Linked DNA regions of Sus scrofa: region 1 is linked to region 2. A link is a contact called in public Hi-C data. All regions are on one chromosome and are shown on one strand. Each heading gives the region's core, a stretch centred on a gene start, on an enhancer-like site or on the middle of the called end of the contact. The rest is flanking DNA. Distances are from core to core; before and after follow the strand shown.

Region 1 (2,700 bases), core at 94-2,593, 79 kb after region 2:
ACATTTAAGGGTAGTAAGGTGTTTATGCTTGGTAATCATGTCAAAATGAACCTCAGCGCACTTTTCCACAAGTATTCTCTCTTTTCACTTGAATTAAACACCGAGTTAATGCCCCAAACTGCTCTTCCCTTTTATTGTGTGCCTTACACACTTCAAGTATATTATATGAATAAAACATATTGGATGAGATCCTACTGTATAACTCAGGGAACTATATCCAATCTCTTGGGATAGACCATGATGGAAGATTAATATAAGAAAAAGAATATATATGTATGTATGACTGGGTCACTTTGCTGCATAGTAGAGATTGGCACGTTGTAAATCAACTAAAAATTAAACACACAAACAAACATTGGAATTCATTTGCCAGAGGACACAAAGCAAGAACCTGAAACACTGGTTCATAGTTTGAATAAACCTGCCTCTGGCCCTGACCAAAAACCATTAAGACCACATTTCAGTTTCCATAAAAGAACAAATGCTCTTTTGTACAAGGAAATTCATAGATGGAAAAAAAACAAGAGAGCACTTGGTGGGGGGGATCAAGCTGTTATTGGAAGAGGAGAAAATTAACATTTCGATGAGTGCTGTATGCAATGCACATTGGACATCGCTTCTTAATCCTCCCAAGAACTCAGTGATAAAGGCGTTATCTCCTTTCCACAGATGAGAAATATGCGGCTCAGGGGTTCTGAGCCTAGCTGGAGCCCAAAGCCACGTTTTCTTAAAACCCCACGTCGTCTCAGCGGGAATTAGGTATGAAGACGTCTTCCTGGGAACTACGTTTCCCAGGATTAGAGCATAATGTAAATGCCTTTCGCCAAACTTCCACTGATTCAGGGCCAGAATATATTACCTTTTGCCTATCCGGCACTTTGAAATAGAAGGCAATACCATCATCTTTCATGCTTTTTAAGACAAGTGATTCTTTTTTCTTTAATGGGGAAAAATAGCAAGTGAAGAACAAATAGCCATTGTAGAAAACAATTTCAAAACCTGTAGGGGGTTTACACTACAGTTCAAACAAAATGAGTACAAGAAGAGAGAGACACGGACCCCCGAGGTGTAGAGCAGAGCCTGCACATCTCAATTCCAAATCTGGGCTGTTTCTCGTAGAGAATACCAGGAAATGACTTCACGTTTTTCTGAACTATCAATACAAGTCAAGTATCCCAGTAGGAGAACCCTACTTCTGGACCACGCCCACAAATGCCAATCAGGCAAAGGGGCGGCCGAGCAGCGCCACTAAACCCGGTCAGGTCCCGCCTCCTGCCCCGCCCCTGGCCCTGCCCGGCTGAGCCCGGCTGGGTCGACCACAAGATACACCTTTGCGCCTGCGCAAACCGAACCGCCTGCCCCTGGCAAAAAGAAATTGCGCATGCGCCAAAGGGGAGAGCTGGTTTTTTGTTTTTTTTTTTTTTCTCCCCGCCCGCTACTCAACTCTTTTCCTACAGCGGCTTAGCGAGGCTATGCTTCCGGGTCAAAGGGTTTGCTTCCGGAGAGCGGGAAGGCCGAAACGCGGCGGCTAGGTTGGATCTGAGTTTATAAGCTTCTCGTTGGAAAAGGCCGTGGCCATGGACAGGTTAGTTCTGGTGATGACGGCTGGGCTCGGACACTTGTCTCTCCCCGTTGGAGGAACGAAATGGGTGAAACCCGACTCCCGGAGGAAACCGAGGAAGGCCCGGATGCTGACCCGGGACTTCTTTTCTGGGCTGGGGGACTACAGCTGATGGAAGAAAGGCTGCCTAGGTCTGGGAGGGATAAGGATAATGATAATCCCCTGCGTTTCCGCTTGACTCCACCATCTGTTCACTTTCGCGCAACAGTTTTCCCTCCTGGGGTGGGCGGGGTAGGAGGTGGCCCGGCCTTCGAGATGCTATTACCTGCCGGAGATCACAAAGCCAGTCAGTGACGGAACTGGGATCTCAGCCCAGACCTTCTCATTACAAGTTGCAGCATCACATAGTTAACTGTATTGAGTTCTTTCTGTGACACTGGCTCTATGCTAGGCACCTGCGACAAAGATGAGTTATTTAAGCTTTTTGGCCTTGGAGAATGCGTAGTGGAGGAGACAACCGAGCGGTACAAAGTGGTGTTTTTGGTACTGCTCTTTGGGAAGAGAAATGAGGGAGCACGGAAGTCTCCCTGTCCTGGAAGGTATGCGGAAGACCTCTCAAAGGAGATAACTTTCTAGTTGGTCTTTGAATAACATTAGCCTACAATGAGTACGCTTTAAATGTTTTATTAGCTAATCTCCCTAACAATCCTATGAGGATAGTTACTGCGATCCTCTTTTCATAGGTAGCACTGGGGCTAAAAGAGGTTAAGGAACTTGGTCAAAGTTAGGAAGCTAACAGATAAGAGAACCAAGACACCAACCTAGATCTGTGTGTGTCCAGACTCCAGGAGGCTGTTTGATAAGTAAATATTCACCAGGTAGACCAAGGAGACAAATGTAGGCCTCTGTAAGAGAAATAATACGTACAAAAGTGTAAGGATATGAAAGGATAGTTGAATGGTCACATTCACTGTAGCTTTGTATGGGAGTGATGTTTGTGGCTGAATATAAGCCTGAACTGGTAAGCTGGAATCAAATTGTAAAAACTGTGCTTGAAAGTTTGAATTTGATTCTGTAGGCCACAGATAGCTATCTGAAGATTTTAAGTAGAGGAAATGCATATTAGAGTCTTAAGATAC
Region 2 (2,700 bases), core at 6-2,505:
ATGAGGTTGCAGGTTTGGTCCCTGGCCTTGCTCAGTGGGTTAGGGATCTGGCGTTGCCCTGAGCTGTGCTGTAGGTTGCAGACGCGGCTCAGATCTGGCATTGCTGTGGCTCTGGTGTGGGCCAGCGGCTACAGCTCTGATTAGACCGCTAGCCTGGGACCCTCCGTATGTCGCAGGAGTGGACCTAGGAAAGGCAAAAAGACAAAAAAAAAAGAAAAAAGTTTTTCTAAGGAAAGAGAAATTACCGAAATATGTAACATATTCAATTAACCTAAATTGTGAAACACCTAGAAAGCACTTACATACAGAAAACTTAGGATAATTATAATTCATTTTTAATTATTCCTTTAACTTAGTTTTCAATTACTAGCATTTTTTTTTTCTTCTTAGGGCCATACCTTATAACAAGGCAGTTAAACTATGAACTAAGCAAAAGTCTTTAATGACCCTCTCACTCCCTACTTTTCCCTGCACTTTGCTCTCTCTGAATCTTTTTGCCCTTCAAAACTTAGTTTCATAAAAAAGCTAATACCTTTTATAAAGGGTAGTTCTAATTTTAGCCTTTTCTCTAATAATGGTAAATTCTCTTAAGTTACTGCCTTTTTTAGAACAAGGCATTTTGGGAACAGAAAGTGCTTTCTGTTGCCCAGTAAATACATCATAAACCTACCTGTGGGTAACCCTTTAAAGTGCCAGAGTCATGTATTTATGCTATTTAACTCAGATAAATAGCTGATTTAGGTACAGAGTACAAAGTTGTTTGGCCTCATAGGTTAGTTAACTCCGTTTGGCAGGGTAATTTGGAAAGAGTTGTCCTGGGTTAAGACACCGGTAGAAAAGATACTTGACAATTCAAGAGAAACCATTTCAAGAATGAAAAAGACTGTGCCCTAGCCTAGGAGCCTTCACCGGACCTCTGGGTGTGGAAACTGCTCCTTGCTACTTTTCCAGCTACTTTCCCCAGCACAAAGGAATAAGCGACCACCAACTGGTAGTGTTGGCGACTGGATTACAGTTTGCTTTAGATGCACCTTTTGAGTTTCGGAGGGTTTCTAAGCCCCTCGCAGCAACGTAACCCGCTAGGGTCTAGGAAGCCAAAGCAAGGCCGACGGGGCGGTGCGGAACAGAGAGAAACGCCGCTGAGAAAATGCCGCGAAGGGCGCCGCGCGCGTCCGGTTTGCGCTGCGGCGCCGCGGAAGACTCCGCCCCTCGGCTCCCCTCGCCCCGCCCTAGGCCCCGCCCCTTTCCGGGCCGCGCTCCCGCGCGCCCCGCCCGCGGACGGAAGCGAGAGCGAGGCTGAACGCCTGACGTCAAGGCGACACCGCCAAACCTCGCCCAGAGTCAGGCGTGTAAACCAGCCGGAGCGGCGGCGGCGGCAGCGGCAGCAGCAGGACCGCCGTGGCGCCGGGAGCAGCGACCCGGAGGGAACGCGAGGCGACGCTGGCTGCGGCGACCCGGTGACAGCGTGAGAGGTTAGCATAGTGCGTGCGTGGCTGCAGAGGGGAGCGGCAGCGCGAGGCGGGGGCCGGGCGCCGGCTAAGGGGAGCGGGTGGGGTGCGGCGCGGGCCGGGCGGGGCGCGCGCGGCGGTCAGGGGGCCCGGGCGGCGGCGGCGATGGCAGCCTCGGCGCGCGGCAGGTGGTGCGAGGGCCCGGCGCCGTGCGGGTGAGGGCGCTGCCTCCCAGGCCGGTGGGGACCAGCCGCCGCGGCCGCCGCGGGGAATCAGCGCGCTTTGCGGAAGGGGTCAAATGTCTGAAATATGGCGGAGGAAGTGAGAGCCCGAGGACCCCCCCACCCGCCTGCTCCCTCCTGCCCGCAGCCGCCGCAGCCTCTCCCACTGCCCGCCGTTCCGTACAGCTCCCCGGAAGACTCGTCCCCCCGCCCCTGGCCCCCTCGCTCGCCGTCTCCGTTCCTTCCCGGGTGTGAGTGCAAGTTAGAACGGAAACCAGAAAGTTGTCCTTTGCGAAGACCCAGCTTCCCCTAGTCCCGAGCAGGGGTGAGGAGCGTTCTGGGGAAACCACTCTCCGACGCCCTGCGGGCTTGAGCTTGACAGGGGAAAAGTTTGCCTGAAACGGGGTTGGCTTGCTCCATTTGTTGCGGGAAGTGGCAGGAGGAAGGCAGCGGAGGGAGCCCCACCTAGTCTGGCAGCAGCCACCGCGTAGAGAAAAACTGTTAAAGGGGCCTTTCCCTTCGTCAGCAAGAGGAAATCTCTTTCTCTTACAGAGGGAGAGAAAATCCAGGAAGTTTGTCCTCTTTTTCGCCATCTCGATGTGTCTAATTCTAAAACTGTCAGCGCCATGAATCTTTTAAAACTATTCCCAGAGAATCGGGCCATCTGAATTTTTCTTCCGAAAAAAACCGATGGCTTTTAGAGAAAAGATCATCCTTGGTGAATTTAAGCAGACGATTCGTTTCCCCTTTGCCTGTTCCCCCACCCCCTTTTATTAGTTTAGAACATTTTTGTTCTGCAGTTCTATGTTACTGTAAGGGGAAATCTCGTTTTTAATGGGGTAGAAGTTGACACTAAATGGAGATTGTGATTTTAATATTTTTCAATTGATTCAGCCTGATTAGATTTTTGTTTTGCTAGTAGCATAACATCTAATACAGAACAAGTGCTCATAACTTAAAGTTCCCAACTTGTAACTTCATTTTTAACCCTCTTTTTTTGCAATTATAGTGCTGCTTGTACTTGACAAACC

Evidence for each region. Hi-C and Micro-C count contacts between places; a contact is called where the count stands out from the background.
Region 1: a Hi-C map of embryonic fibroblasts shows a contact between it and region 2, with 2.4 times the contacts expected there. The contact joins the promoter of NUP107 here to the promoter of RAP1B in region 2. A contact is called at or near these places in 2 of 5 promoter capture datasets (fetal liver and liver), 9 of 47 Hi-C or Micro-C datasets (blood, embryonic fibroblasts, heart right ventricle and 3 more) and 2 of 2 datasets of contacts at active chromatin or transcription factors (alveolar macrophages and skeletal muscle).

The regions. Positions count from the first base shown.
Region 1 is chr5:32,988,318-32,991,017 of Sscrofa11.1, forward strand. NUP107 (nuclear pore complex protein Nup107) reads left to right here and starts at 1,344. Exons shown (of 28, transcript XM_021091969.1): 1 at 1,344-1,585. The coding sequence starts at 1,578.
Region 2 is chr5:32,908,926-32,911,625 of Sscrofa11.1, forward strand. It overlaps RAP1B (ras-related protein Rap-1b), which reads left to right and starts at 1,256. Exons shown (of 8, transcript XM_005663969.3): 1 at 1,256-1,472.